Regions from separate parts of the Mus musculus genome. Here regions 2 and 3 are each linked to region 1. A link is a contact called in public Hi-C data. All regions are on one chromosome and are shown on one strand. Each heading gives the region's core, a stretch centred on a gene start, on an enhancer-like site or on the middle of the called end of the contact. The rest is flanking DNA. Distances are from core to core; before and after follow the strand shown.

Region 1 (5,095 bases), core at 781-3,280:
GCTATCTCTATGAACTGTGGTATAAACTGGCCAAGGTGTGTTCTGATGTTACCTTTTATACTAATCCAGAAAAGTTAGCTTGAATCATTTAATATACAAACTATTGACCATTTCTGAAATGCAAATTAGACGTTTAGAAGTATATTTGATTGCTCAAGAATAAATCATAGTATCTGTAGTTTTAATGCTTTACTAAATGCCTGAGAGTTATTTCATTTAGTCCAAATGTATGTTAGTAGAAGATATTAAAATAGGATACTATGTGGTCTCATTATTCATTTTAGTAAAGTGATATTATTTTGATTGTATAAAGTTGGGAAATAGAAAAGCAAGAAGATACTTATAGATCCATTTTATAGGATAACCAGTATTGATATGAAAATATATTTATTTCCATGGATAAAAACATTTTACAAAACTAAGAGTTTACTCTTAGAACAGATACAGATTTCATCCCGACTTTTATTTTTATACTAAATATATTTTCCATTATTAAATATTTTTTCAAAACATGACCTATATTCATATAGCATAATTTATGAAATCATTTCTTACCACCCCGGGGTTCAGAATCTCTCTAGGTGTTCACACATTAGAATAACAATTCCATTCTTTTGTGTTTAGAGTTTCAACTACATGTAGTAAGCAAAACACAACTTAAAAGGACAAGAATTCTCATAATAAAAGAAAAATCTGTAAATACTACACATTTCTTATTCCTTGTATAAAAAATGGGAGTAGTTTCTTAGCTGTACAAGACAATACTGCTATATTGTTGTAACAGTAGAATGTTACCTTGCCTAATTCTCTTTTGAATTAGATACGAGATAATTTAGCAATAAGCCTGGATAACCAGTCGTCTCCATCTCCTCCTCTCTTGATCCCACCACTCAGAATGTTTGCATCATGGCTATTTAAGGCAAGTGTTTATTCTTTATTGCAATTTCCTCTTCCCTTCTGAAATTGAGTTTAAAAACTCTAATTGCCCAAGACTGCATGTTTTGAAGACAGGCTGGGTCTTACTACAGCCAGCTCATCCCACATCTCTAAACAACTCTTCAGGAAAACTGAGAAGTAAATGAAATGTTGAAATGCTCTGCATCTGGACTTGATTTAATCTGGAAACATCATCTCCTTGGCAGGCTACAACTCTGCCAAATGAATATAAAGAAGGCAAACTGCAAGCCTACAAACTGATCTGTGCCATGATGACCAGACGCCAGGATGTTCTGCCAAACTCTGACTTCCTGGTGCATTTTTACCTTGTGATGCACCTGGGACTAACCAGCGAGGACCAGGTATCCTGTGATTCCTTTATCATGGTGTGCCATAATGGGAAACTGCTTGTCACGCTTTATATGTACCAAGGCTTCTGAAAATATACCAGAAATGCTTAGATCCTCAGTAGTTTCCACTTTTCACACATAGGTCTTCAAAAGTCTGACCAGGGCGTCTCCCATTCCTGCTTCTTCCCCTCACCATCTCTGCATGGACCTAACTAAATCTGAACTTTATTTTACAACCCATATGATCCAGTCTCTGCCTCTATTGTCAACTTGAAAATACCATCTCAGCTACTTTTTCTCTGTGGTTCTGGTCAATTTAAAAATATTTGGAGATTCATGTTTTAGTAATTGAATTCTTTTTATGAGGTACAGTTTTCCTATGAACTAAGGGTTTTGGCAGTTCTTGATGTGGAGTTACTTATATTTCTTCCAAAGAAATAGACATTTGGTTAAGTAGGAACAAAAAGGTTCAAGGCCTTCACAAAGCTACAGTCCCCTTTGTAGATCCTGGATTTAGGATTACAGGATGTGGCCAATATTTGTCCTGCCTCCCTTGGGAAGTCCCCTAGCACTTGTGAGGACAGGAAGAGTGATCCAGATAGGCATATATATGGACTTTTGAAAAGTGCTATTATTATCTTCTCCCTCCCTCTATCCCTCCTTCCTTCCCTCCCTCCCTCCCTTCCTTCCTTTCATATGTGGGGCTGTGGGCATTGTGTGTGTTCAAGTATGGAGGTCAGATGGCACCTTGCAGCAGTCACATGAGTCCTGGGGATTAAATGTAGGTCACAGATTTAGGAGCAAGCTTGGCATTTGTTTTTCTTTAAAATGTACTTCCATTTTTCCCGTGCTGGAGAAGTGGTCACCATATTCTGTGGTTCCCAAGTACAAGCTTTGAGCTGTAATCATTGAGCTTTGTTTTAGCCATGACCATACTGTCCCAGTGAGTTGTTCTTGTCATGTTTGCTCTAAGCAGCATCGGAAGACAGTGATAACAGCAGCTGGGATTGGACCCACAGATTCATTCACTTATTTCAGTAGATGTCTAAGTAGGGATATTGTGTGCAGTCCCCTGTATTCTCTGCTTAACTATTCCCAGCTGACCCTGCAGGTAGAAGCACCTCCTACAGAATGATGCCATACAGGACACCTAAGAAGATTAATGGGTAGAAACAGGAAAGAGAATCAACTCCAAAGATAGTAATGAGCTCCCGCAGTGTAGGCACCACAGTAGGAAGGTTGACTTAACTGCGCTCTATGTTAAAATAGTATTTTGATAAAGATTCTTCATGGAAAATATATGATTTGGGAATAATGGTCAACTGTAGAATTTTCTGATATAACAGCAACAACAATAACAACAACAACAGAACTGAAATCAGCACAAAGTAGTAGTACTAGAATGGTTTTTTTTTAGGAAGTTGCGTAAGAGCTGTGAGTTTGAAATCATGCTCTGTGTGAAGTGTTGGTGTGAAGTGAAGGAGTGAAGCAGGAAGTACGAACTCAAAGTAGCATGAGTATGTCTTTATGAATTGTTTGAAAACATTTTATTCAGGAAAGGTGTTGAGATTATATACTTAAAATTGTCTTCACATTTCAATGTACATCATGTTTTCAGTTAAAGGAAGACAGTTGTCTTGTAGACAGCACAATGGCAGCAGCAGTCCCATCAGTGCAGACATTAGGGCAGAATGGGGATATCATACATCTCTAGTCTATAATCACCCTATTGTGTGCACCACTAGGAGTCTGGATTTTTATGTGGCTTTAATAGAATTAACTATTTTACTTTAACCTTACAATTATTACTATATATTTTAGAAGCCCCAACTGTCTGCCAAACAGAATTACCCTAAAGTGAACTTTATTTCTTTGCCAGAAGAAATTTACCCAGAGTCCTTCTAATGAAAGAAACCTTTCTTATTTAAGTAAAAAATGTCTCTGGTTAATTAGTTTAACTTTTGGCCCACATGTTTAAGTAGATCATGGTGGTTGTTTTAGAAGTTATATGTACTTCTGGAAACACACGCTATATTCATTATAAAAAGAAAAGAAAACATTTGCTACAGAGAATACAGTTAAATTCAATTTTGTAATTGGTAAGCCGTGCACCTGTGGCTGGTACCATGTCAAGGCTTGTTTCCATGCTGTGAGAGTTGCAAAGAACCACACTTCCATCTATTGTGGCATGAAAAGGATTTGTTTATGCAAAGGGAGAAGTCTAGAGACTATCCTTGGCTTTAACAATAAATAATAGCAAATACTAAGTTTGCTATTTAAATTAAATACATAATCTATAAATAATGTGTTACATGAATAATTAAATGCAACAGTTAGGTTAAAATATTAGTATTTTAATTTAACCTCTACTAGTTTTATTTTACAGAGAAAACACAAGATGTGTTTTCTCCTTTGCCCTCTGGATGGCACACTTGTCTGCTCAACTCAGTTAAATAGTTCAAACTGGCCAGAAGAGCCAGAACCCTGTGACAGTGTGTGTGCAGCATGGTGGTTTACCAAACGCTTCTCCTGAATCTGATAGAATTGGGGTTGTAGCCACAGTGCTCAGTGAGATGCTGAGATGCAAACAAGTGCTCAGACATTAGATAGCTTTTCAAATATTGCTGAGACTCAAATGCAAAAACTATCCCCTCTCTCTCTCTCTCTCTCTCACTCTCTCTCTCTCTCTCTCTCTCTCTCTCTCTCTCTCTCTCCATATATGTATGTATGTGTGTGTATATATATATATATATATACATACACACACACACACACACACACACATATATATATATGGTCTTGTGTACAATCATGTAAAAAGCATGACTGCATCTAATATTATACCAAATTTGTTATGTAAGCCAAACAGCCAGAATGCCAAATGTAGTACTTCTAAAACAACATTTGTAATAGTATTAGTTACATCACTAACTTATTTAATAGACAGCATAATGGCCTTATCAGATGGCCTTTTCTCTCTCGCTGTGATGTAGTGTGGGTTTGTAATGTGCATGATTGTTAAAAGAAAGAAAGAAAGAAAGAAAGAAAGAAAGAAAGAAAGAAAGAAAGAAAGAAAGAAAGAAAGAAAGAAAGAAAGAAAGAAAGAAAGAAGGAAAAAAATCCATAAAATGGAGGGGTTTTCCGTGATAAAGATTCCCCACCTACACCCTAGTTTTTTTAAGACAAGCTCTCAATGTAGCCTTGACTCACTATATAGATTATGCTGGCCTCAAATTCATTGAGAACTGCTTGCCTCCCAAATGATGGGATTAAAGACCTGCACCACCATGCCTGGTCCTGGATTTTTTTCAGTGCTAGTAATGTTGTCACTGGTTCAAAGCCATGAAGGATCTTCCTGTTGCCTCTCCAGCCCAGCTGCACTGTGCCTGGAATATTGGGTGGAGGTGAGGGATGTTCCTGTCTCCTAGTGCCAGACCCTGTACCAGGAACAGTGTGGTGTCCCACTCATTCTTCTCCACACATAATATCTGCCCTATTTTATGAATAATGAAAGCACAAAACATCTTGAGAATTTTTGCCAAATGCCATGTATTCAAAAGGATGTTAGAATTCACAGAAAAGCTTTCTGGACCCATTGGGCTTGTCTTTTCCATTGACTGACAGCTAACTTGTTAGTCAAACACTCCTTGATCTCATTCCTCCCTTGTTTGGTTTTGCTGGGCCATATTCCTTCCCCTTCATACTCCTCTCAGAGTCCCCTCTGACCTTCAGATACCTTCCCAGTTGCTGTCATTTTTCCACTTCTCTTCTAAAGCTGTTCTTGGTTGCTCTCAGTTTGTCCTAATGTT
Region 2 (5,095 bases), core at 1,524-4,023, 480 kb after region 1:
TTACATATAATAAATAAATAAATCTTTAAAAAAACAAAAACCTAGTGACAGAGGCATTGTAGTTTTTCCATTGACTTCTCTAGTGTTCAAGATACTATTCAGACTCCACACCTGCAAAACATAGGTAGGCAAAACAACAAAACAACTGGTCTTACTGGTCTTAGTGCTGTGAGAACAGTTTTGGCCTTAGAGTGGTCAGGAACCAATCCTGAGGGCCTCTGGGTGCTGTGACCCTGCCCAGCCCTATAGAGACATGTTTGGCTCACCTAACTGTCTAACTCACTCTGCCCTTCCTCTATTTCCTTACATGAAAATGTAAAAATAAATAAGTGTAAGAAGAAACCAGCCAAAGGCCTCTATCTGACTTTGCCCACCCAAAAGCCCTGCACCCAGACACTGCTTGCTCTTCTGCCATTATAAGGCAAGCAGACCCCTCCCTCTTCTCACCAGAGGACACTTCTCTTACAATTCTTTCTCTCCTGTATTTGTACCTTCCACTTCTGCCTCTCCTGAAGGGGGTGTACAAATGCAGCCCATGCTTAGCCATCGCCACCTCATGATAGTGCCCTCCCCTGCCTGGAGTCCTCTTGTTTGCTAGCTTCTGGATCCCACCCTGGGTTTCCTCCCACCTGGGTTTGGCCTTTCAGTTTCATTTACTCTAGCACCTAACCTGGTGACTCACTGTTTCCTAACGTGAGAAAGTGGGTTCCTTCACTGGCATTAACAAGAGGAGGCGTCACCAAGCCAGATGCGCTGAGACCTGATGTTTAATAGGCGTCCATGTGTATTTTCCTTCTACCTTCTCCATTTCCCTATTACTCTCTTCCTAGAGCTTCATATGCAGATGCTTTATCTCGGTTTCTTAAGTTCAGGCTCTGTATCATCTACACAGCATCTCCCTTTACCACTCCAGTCTATTGCCTCAGTGGCTTGCCTGCCTACTCTATTGCCTCTAATCAACACCTTGTACTCAGTAGATCAGAATTCAGACTGAAGAATTTTTAGACACTATGTGCCTGTACCTTTAAAGGACACCCCCCCCAATTATTCCCTAATACAACCGTATTGGAAGCACTTATAAAATATGTACGTTGTACTATATAAGTATTCTATTGATTTACAGTACATGGAAGTGCTTGGGCTATTTGCATACCACTCCATTGCAATAAGGGGGTTGCACATCACTGAATCTTGGTGTATCATAGAATCAATCTCCTGTGGATACCAAAGGATCTCAGACTTGTGATCCTCCAACCTCAGCCTGAGTGCCAGGATCAACCTTTTTCATTTATTGAATGGGTATGGGTTTTATATGTCTGTGTGTTACATGCATACCTGGTGCTTACTCAAGCCAGGAAAGGCCAGCAGCTTCTTGGAACTAGTATTACAATCAAGTGTGAGCCTCCATGTGGAGTGAACCCCTGTCCTCTGGAAGAGCACCCAGTACTTTTAACAACTGAACCATCTCCAGCTCCATGGGACCAATTTTTTAACAACCACCAGGGCCAGTCTCCACCTACTCCACGTCAGGGTTCTGTGTGTGCAATCCCTTCCCTCACCCAGAAACTGAGGACATCAGCACATGACAGAATTTGTGAAGATTTAAGGGCCTATTATTACATGAGCGCCTGCCACAAGTACTAAAATGCACAGAGGATTCAACACAAGCGGGACCTAACCGAAATCTCACAAGATCGGATCTGAACCAATTAAACACGATAATTAAACCTGGCTTCACCTGAAGCAAAGGCCTACCCTGCTTCACACTCCATTTTCCTGCAGCCTTCTCCAGAGTTTCCTCCTTGCCAAATTTCCTTCATCAAGGTTCATCCCCTCTTTGAAATGTCCATCATCCCAGAGTTTCTTCCCTTCTGTTACCTAAACCTTCCGGTCCATACTTCTTACTACGTTATATCAAGCAAATAACCGAGGTCATGTGTCTACAGGAGTTCGCGGTGAAATGCTGAGCTTTTTAAATGGTCATAATTTGGATTCCAAACTAAATTTTTTTTTCTTTTTAAAAAGCGAGAAGGGGAGAACGGCAAATCACGGGTTTTTAAATTTTGGACTGAAAAGAAACCACACAGCACCGGGGAGTCTTCAGTACATTGGATCCCCAACCAAAAAAAAAAAAATGTAGTCTAGCTGGGTGTGGTGGGGCATGCCTTTAATCCCAGCACTAGTAAGACAGGAAGACATATCTGTGAGGTTTAGGCCAGCCTCGTCTACAGAGAGTTCCTGGAGCCCAGGGATACGAAATGAACCCTGTCTTTTTTTTTTTTTTTTTTTTTTTTTTAAGAGAAAAAGAAAAAAACCCAAGGCAGTCTACTTTGGGCGCTCCGCTACTGTAACTACCAAGCACAAACCACAACTTGCTGAGAGGGCCCGGAGCATCGCAAGGTTACTTCACTGGGATACAATTTAACCAGGACCGCGCTCCTTCCCCGCCCTCCCTCCGCAGTGAGGCCGCCTCAGGGAGCGGGCGCGGGGTGTCCAGCCCGGCTCCGCATCATCCCGGGCGCACCGGGAGCGCCGCGCCTCGGCCAAGGTCACCGGTCAGCGCGCCCGCGCAGCGTCCACCCGGCCCACGGCCCCGCGAGGCTGACCCCGTCCCGCGCCGCGAAGACAGAGGCCGGCCGTGCCTCACTCACATGTTGTTGAAGCGGAACAGGTCGTCGCAGGTGAAGGCCCGGAGCGTGGTCATTGCGCCGCCGCCAGCCTCCAACCCGCTCGGCGCGACCCCGCGCCCGCACTACCGGAAGTACTCGCGCCCGCGGCCGCCATGGGGTGGGACAAAGAACTACTTCCGGACCAGAGGTTGCTGGGCAACAAGAGTAGCGTCGTAGCTCTCTCTGGCGGCTGAAATCAGCAATTGCCTTAATGATCCGCGCCCCGCAGACCCTTTCCAAAAAGTAGGCAGAGTAGTAACAAGGAGAAAGAAGCTGGAGTCAGAGAGCCAAATCGTAAAAGCAAGCTTCAAAACTACAAAGATGCTTCACAGGGTGAGTTAGGAAGTGATCCCTAAAAGGATGGCTCAGGGCCTCTTCTCTCAACCACTGTCATGAACCAGGGATGTGACCTTAAATTTTCTAGCACATTAAAATTATTTAGAAGAAAGGAAGGAAAGAAGGAAGGAAAGGAGGGAGAGAGGGAGGGAGAGAAAGAGAGAGAGAGGAAGAAAAAGAAAGGAAGGAAGGAAGAACAGAAAGAAAGAAAGAAAGAAAGAAAGAGAGAGAGAGAGAGAGAGAGAGAAAGAGAAAGAAAGAAAGAAAGAAAGAAAGAAAGAAAGAAAGAAAGATTATCTGTATAAAAAATGTGAATATCTTATCTTATTTTGGCAATAAGACTTTGAAATCTGGTCCATATATTTGCAGTTTATTTTAATCCGAGAGAAAAATGATCAGAACTATTTGTTTTCGATGCTGATTTTAATAAATGTGTGATTAAAGAGCAGATCAAGCCAGGAATAGTGCCTTACACCTGTAATCCCAGTAGTAAGGAGACAGAGACAAGAGGCTGTTAGTGAGCCTCGAAAACCCTGGTCTATATAGTGAGTTCCAGGCCAGTCAAGGACACATAGTGTGACCGTCTCAAATACATGCATACAAGATGATAGAGCTATCAAAGTAATCCAAACATGTTTCCAAATAACCAAATGAAACATTATCTCATGTCTAAGTTGAAAGTTAACCATTAGGAATTACATTCTTTCATCTGGCCTGCTACATTTTAAGCACCAGCCCAGCGTCTCCACGGCATAGACCCAGTGACTGAGGAGACTATGTACTGTCGGGCTGTGAAGCTGCCTTCCCCTCTTCTCCTTACCAGCAGTTGGGGTGGTCCTGGAGAACATGCTGCTGAGCTCAAACCAATCCAACTCAGCGAGATGCCTACATTACAGCAGACTCACATCCCCAACTCCTTTGGGACTCAGTTGCTCCGCAGGTGTCTTGGGAATTCCTTGGCCAAACCTGAGGGCCAGGTGTGGTGGAGAAGAAAGCAAATGGTTGAAAGAGCAGGTAGTCCCAGTGGCTCCTCGCCAAGCTTTGTCTCTAAGCCTGATGAAGTAAATTATACAATGAATAATTGTAAACATGGGTATGACAGGCCCGAAAGTATATATATAACTGCTACTATGGTAGAAAGGTGGAGTTTGACACCATGAGTTCAGCTTCTACCCTCTATTCACTTACTTTGGCAAAATATGCCATGAAATGAACAGTAAAATATATTTTTGAGGGAAGTTGAGGTTATGATGCTTATACAAATGGAAAAAATGGACAAAGTCAGAAAGAGTCTGAACTAACCAGTAAGAGAGATATGGTAGTCTACTCAAGGAAAATTTTAAATGCATGTGGTTAAAACAAAGACAAAATTGAGAGGGGGGGACATGTGGGGGAATATGAATTTGATGGGTGTATATATGCTCATATTTCATTGTATGTGTGTATGAAATTCTCAAGAATAAAAATGTTTTAAGCCAGTGAATGTAAGTAAATTTGCTTTTTTTCATGAATAAGTGTATCATTATACAAAGAAAACTATAAGTAAAATACACACAGCATATTCAAACATGATCCCAGGACTTAGAAAGATGAAGGAGAATCTTGTCTTCCAGACCAGCCTGTGCTACATAGCAAGACCCTGTGTCAAACATCAATAAAAAACAGAGTAAATAAATGGCCAAGGTGCTCAGGACCGCTGGTCAGCATCCACAGGGCAGTGTCCTCTTACTTCTCCACTGGACAGCACATGGGACACTCGTATTCTTATGGGTCAAGAATCTTTCATCAATATCCATTTTCTGCATCTCACAGATTTGTACAAAGAAGTGGAAGATAATAAAAATGAAACTCAGAAGAGTTTACTACTTGGGGTATCCAGTATTGCTTTTTGTTTTAATTGGCCATGTCAAAATATTTTGCAACTTTTTTTTTTCTGACATGATCCAGTGTTGATTTGAACTAGCTGGTTGTGAAGTTTGGATGATATTCATAATTTTCTTCTGATTCTGGTTTATAACCATAAGGTTTCTAAGTATTTTAAATATAATAAAATTTTAGTTTAGTTTAGTTTAGTTTTTTCAAAATAAAAA
Region 3 (5,095 bases), core at 1,238-3,737, 340 kb after region 1:
CTATTTCGTAGACAGAATGCTAGATCTAATCTAAAAATGAGAGATTGCAAAATGGAGCAGTCTCTGGGAAGACCCAGCAATTCCACTTCCAAGCTATACAGTGAAATGAACAGATAGACACACACACACACAAAGTACGTGAATTTTCATAGCATAGTTATTCACCAAAAGTGGACACAATTCAAATTTTCAACAGCTGAATAAAAACAGAATATGACATTATCCATACAATATAATATTTAGCAGTAAAGAGGAATAAAGTATAGACACGTGCTACCGCATGGGTGCCCTCATGAGTGAAAGAAGCTGTTCACCAAGTATCATGTGTTGTATGAAATATCCCAAACGGGCAAGTTCAAGGGACTGAAAGTAGGTGGTTGATAGAGATTCCAAGTAGGAGCAAGGATAAGAGAGAAAATACTAAAAATGTAGGCAGTGGTGATGGTTTTGTAATTCCATGAATGTACTAAACTGTGGCTTGTAAGGTATTTCAGTGACTGATCTCAGTTATCACCTGGGAGATGGGCCTCTGGACATGCCTGTGGGGACTTTTTTGGATAAGGTTAACTGAGGTGGGAAGACCTCCCCATTCTGAGTGGTACCATTTCCTTGGCTGAGATTCTGGACTAAATAAAAAAGGAAAAGTGAGATGAACACAGGTGCTCATTACAATTGCTTCTTGGTTGAATATGCAATGTAGCCAGCTGCCTGCAGCTCCCATGGCTATGACTTCCCCTTCATGACAGACGTGCAATGGAAAAGTAACCAAGACATACATGTGTGTGTGTGTGTGTGTGTGTGTGTGTGTGTGTGTGTGTGTGTGTCTGTGTGTGTCTGTGTCTCTGTGTCTCTGTGTGTGTGTAGATCTACATTCTATTTCTTGAACTTACCTTTTATTTATATCACACTAAAGTTTTGTCGAAGGGTGACTGAACCACTTATTCTGTGAAATGATGAGATTTGATGCTAGTTGGTAACGCTCCTGAGATACTAAAAATCGGTTTCACAACTTATTCTCATCCTTTTGCCATCCTCTCATGGCCTAACTCCTAAATACCACCCAGCATTTGTCAGTTGTGCCGCTAGCTCCTCAAGTAAACCATCAGGCACTCCTGTGATAGGCTAAGAACACTGCTGAGCACCATTCAATATAGAGCTGAATCTTGAGAAGTTTGTAATATAACCACCATATGGGATCATATTTTTCTTCTTTCCATAGCAGCTGCCACCACAATTCTGAAAGGCTTGTAACAGCATGCTGATACAACACAGAGGGAATTATAGACACCCTCCATCTATTGATGTCTCAAAACAGGCCTAGCACACCAGTCTGGCCCAGATGTCTGCTTCTCCGCAGCCTCCTCAGCCAGAGTTAGGCTGGTGCGGGATTGACACTAAGAGCAGAAACCGGCTAGAGTTGGGGGTGGGGGGTCCTGGCAAGTCTGTGGATCACATTTTTGATTAAGTGGCTGGTGTTAAAGATGTGAGGGATTAAAAAAGTTTAGTGTCAAGCTGTCTACTTTCTGTTTGCTAGTTTCCTAGAATGGCCGTGGCGTCAGATTTACACGTTAGTTAATAAACTCTGCAAGTCATGGCTAAGAGTGAGTTTAGGCAATTAGCTGCCTGGTGGGAAGATCTGTCAATAAACCAGCCTTTGAACAAGTCACCCCCACCCGACACACACACACACCCCTCTATGAGGAAGATGGTCACAACAGTAAGTGCTGGTGTGACAGGTACATAAGATGGGTTCACAGGAAACCACCAACCAGATCTCAGCAAACAGTAACCACAGGAGGGATGCCCAGCATCACTGTCTGAGGGAAAAGACTTGTGAGAGTCATGAGGACAAACCTCGGATCTAAAAGCCATTCTGATACCTGCATACACACAGCACGTTATATTTAACTAAGGAGTGTCAGAGCATTGGGGAAAATGACACAGAAGGTATATTATTTGAGAAAAAAAGAGCCCATGAAGGAATTTACACAAATTTCTCTACAATTCATAGAGGAAAGGGTTCCCCGCCATTCTAAGGAAACGTATTTCCCAGGAGTAGCATGAATGTGTAGGAAGAGGCTGAGAACAGGGCTGGAAAAGCCAACTAGACCCCTGTAGTGACTGAAAGTAGGTTTGTTTCATGTCCAGGAAACTTCACTGTGGTGATATTAATAAGGATCAATGCATAGATGGTGCTGAAAACCACAGGTTTACAATTTTAGAATCATCTCCTCAGGAGATAATAAAAAACTGTGGATTTTGGTTGGCTGGTTGGTTGGTTGGTTTCTTTGTTTGATTGTTTAAAAAAAATACTACATACTTCAACCACTACTATGACTAAGGGAAGTCTGACTACTGTCAGTGAAAGTCACCACGTTTAAGGAAGGGACTGGGAAACAATTACTCTGGGGAAAACCTAGCAGGTGCTGGGAGAATAATGCAATTTCCCAAGGCAGCAGATGCCCAAGTGCAACAGGATCCAGTAACCGTCCATCAGATGGTAATTATAGCTGGACTGGGGAAGAGCAGCCCAGATAAAAAGGGGCAATTCAAAGGGTAACTGAATGCCAGCCAGTGACATCTTTCTGAGATCACGTACCAGGAAAGGGTGGGCCAACACTTAGCTCTGGGGGTGGGGGGTTAGATACACTGCTGTTTTTTCTTGTACAAGGACAAAAGGAGATGTGGAGAAAACAAACACAGAGAAATGGAGGCCCCTAAAGAAGTTAGTTCAGATTTCAGCAGACTGTCATTACAACCAGAAGGGAAAAAAATAATAATAATAACATCGGCGCTGAACGCTCTGAAAGCATGGTTTCTCAGATGGGGATGAGAGCATACCTTCATTCTGTGACCACTCTAAATCAGGACAAAGACTATAATTAGAATAGACCATGAGAGCTCTTGTGAATGATAAACACAGTGGATTCCAAGGCGAATTTCTGGAGTTTAGCATTATAAATAATTGTTAACCGTCACAAGAGGAAGCTCAGGAAGCGCAGACACTCCAGGAACTCTACAGACAGGTCTCTACAAACTCTACAGGTCCAATCCTAGCTAGCGAGTCGCAGCTCCTACTATTCTTCCCCCTCCCTCATCCACCGCCATTAACTCTGTAAGTAAGGGGCTGGGCAGATGGCTTTACAGAGGACCTGGGTTCATTCCCCCAGTACCCCCACATGTAGGCTCCCAACTGTTTCTAAGTCCAGCTCCAGGGGATCCAGCACTCTCTTCTGGCCTTTGAAGGTACTGCAAGCATATGGTACACAGACATACATGAAGGCAAAATACCCAAATGCATGAAAGTTAAACAAAAAATTGATATATTGCCAGGTGGTGGTGGTACACGCCTTTAATCCCAGCACTTGGGAGGCAGAGGCAGGCAGATTTCTGAGTTCGAGACCAGCCTAGTTTATAAAGTGAGTTCCAGGACAGCCAGGGCTAAACAGAGAAACCCTGTCTCAAAAAAACAAAAAACAAACCAAAAAATTGATATATTGTTAAATATACTGGCAGCTTTCCCAAGAGCAGTGACAGTAACAAAGTCAACTCAAAATCCCTCTAGGGTACAGACAGGAAAGAAAAAAATGCCTTCTCCACAGACCTCCAAAGTAGGAGAAAGGCAACTTGCCCAATCTTTAATTGGTTTGTCTGCACAACGAACTCAGGCAGATAGAGAGTATTTCTCAGGATTACAGTGCTATGGTAAGCTATGGCGACCCATCTAAATGAAAGTTTGTGACAATAGCTCAGAACGTAAATGCACACGCCAAGATGGCTCATTCAAACTGGATGAGAATCTTCCAAGTCTACTGTGTGGATTATGGCCTTGACCAGGAAAGGCCTCTCTCTTACCCATGAGTTCCTAATGGTCAACTATAGAGTTATTATTGTGACTCTTGGGGGCCAACTTCTAGGTGTGATGAAGATGAAGGCATTGAGGTGCTTTCCTATGGTCTGCTCTGGAGTGAGCTGTCTATTAATAGAAGCCACTGGGAAGGTGCATACCCAAATAAGGCAGAAGCTCTATGGCCTCAGGGTGGGGAAGGGTAGACTCGGAGGGGAGGGAGAGCGCACATTGCCTTCCCACACAGTGATGAATCCGAATCACCGCTGTCTTGTGCCAGGTTCAAATTGGCAACCCACGGAGATGAAAGGCATTCTATCCCATTACTCATGCCTGGGGTGATCTGTCCCCTTGAAGATTGGCTTCCTAGGTGAAAGCGAGGGACCGACAGCTACTCAGAGATGCTCTAAGCAGGATAAAAGGCATGAAAAGCAAGTGGCTGGAGAGAAAAGACAGCAGTAATGCGTGGAAGCTGATGCACGTGGCCAAGGGATGTGAGGCTTGCAGCGACACGGGAACTGTGTGAGAAATGGCGCTTATCAGCCCTGCGTGCTTCAGCCACGGGAGTTCTGTCCGCTCTTCTTGAACACAGGGGTGCTAGGAATACATTGAAATTCCTCCCGGAACAATCCTATTAAGCTCAACGTATCTCAGACAATTGTTTAAAGTGTTAAACACATCTAAAATGTTTTTTAAAAGAGAGAAAAAAAGCCTTCCACATAAATCAGCGCCTTATTTTGAGTATCTAGGTCCACTCCGTGAGGGGTCAGTTACAATGTTACTGATCCTTTCCGTTTTCAACATTATTACTCCAGTGTAGTGCGGCTGCTGCGTGGTTTGTTTGTGACAGTGCTGGGCATCAAACAGAAACCTTTCCCACAAGCGTTCTTCCACCAGGCTATGTCCCTAGTCCAGACATTATCCATTGGTCTTGAAACCTGCACACCTCTTTGTTTTATGCAAAGCCGATGGTCTAACTGCAGGCACTGTATAGGCTAAATGCCACCGACCTACTTTCCCAATCCCTTGCTAAATCTTAATCTTACTTAAGCCACATGTCAAGATTTGATGTGGTCAGCAATGGTAGAAGCGTTCTTAACCAGTTGCAATTTCCCAGCACCATAAACACCCCAGCATTAGGTAGCAAGCAAACACCCACACCATTGTTTTTCTCAACAGCCCAATGAGGGCTTTCCTTCCTATCCCCCAGGTTTAAACTCTCTGTCTCCATTGTGCCTGTACATGGGC

Evidence for each region. A called contact is a pair of places that touch in the nucleus more often than the background predicts.
Region 2: a contact with region 1 is called in a Hi-C map of rod photoreceptor, with 3 times the contacts expected there. The contact joins the promoter of Naa20 here to the enhancer-like site in region 1. A contact is called at or near these places in 7 of 39 promoter capture datasets (the C10 cell line, the HPC-7 cell line, cranial neural crest and 3 more), 1 of 15 datasets of contacts at CTCF or cohesin (pro-B cells), 3 of 484 Hi-C or Micro-C datasets (the N1E-115 cell line, nephron progenitors and rod photoreceptor), 11 of 115 datasets of contacts at active chromatin or transcription factors (the 230-238 cell line, bone marrow-derived macrophages, differentiating embryonic stem cells and 8 more) and 1 of 9 other capture datasets (pancreatic islet).
Region 3: a contact with region 1 is called in a Hi-C map of the N1E-115 cell line, with 11 times the contacts expected there. The contact joins two enhancer-like sites. A contact is called at or near these places in 2 of 15 datasets of contacts at CTCF or cohesin (large pre-B cells and pro-B cells), 13 of 484 Hi-C or Micro-C datasets (the HL-1 cell line, the N1E-115 cell line, cerebellar granule neurons and 4 more), 2 of 115 datasets of contacts at active chromatin or transcription factors (both in embryonic stem cells) and 3 of 9 other capture datasets (adipose tissue, embryonic stem cells and pancreatic islet).

What each region holds. Positions count from the first base shown.
Region 1 is chr2:146,383,431-146,388,525 of GRCm38.p6, reverse strand. It overlaps Ralgapa2 (Ral GTPase activating protein, alpha subunit 2 (catalytic)), which reads left to right. Exons shown (of 41, transcript NM_001033348.3): 22 at 1-35; 23 at 821-919; 24 at 1,143-1,298. Among named protein-coding and RNA genes, the nearest start is that of Ralgapa2, 130 kb to the left of the region's middle. Within about 2 kb of position 2,030, at least 3 of the 459 cell types and tissues checked have an H3K27ac peak or open chromatin away from gene starts, as enhancers often do. A contact at or near this core is called in the N1E-115 cell line and rod photoreceptor, where this site is marked.
Region 2 is chr2:145,900,919-145,906,013 of GRCm38.p6, reverse strand. Naa20 (N(alpha)-acetyltransferase 20, NatB catalytic subunit) reads right to left here and starts at 2,773. Exons shown (of 6, transcript NM_001141965.1): 1 at 2,652-2,773. The coding sequence starts at 2,704.
Region 3 is chr2:146,047,678-146,052,772 of GRCm38.p6, reverse strand. All of the region lies in intron 17 of Cfap61 (cilia and flagella associated protein 61), which reads right to left. Among named protein-coding and RNA genes, the nearest start is that of Gm34629, 49 kb to the left of the region's middle. Within about 2 kb of position 2,487, at least 9 of the 459 cell types and tissues checked have an H3K27ac peak or open chromatin away from gene starts, as enhancers often do. A contact at or near this core is called in the N1E-115 cell line, where this site is marked.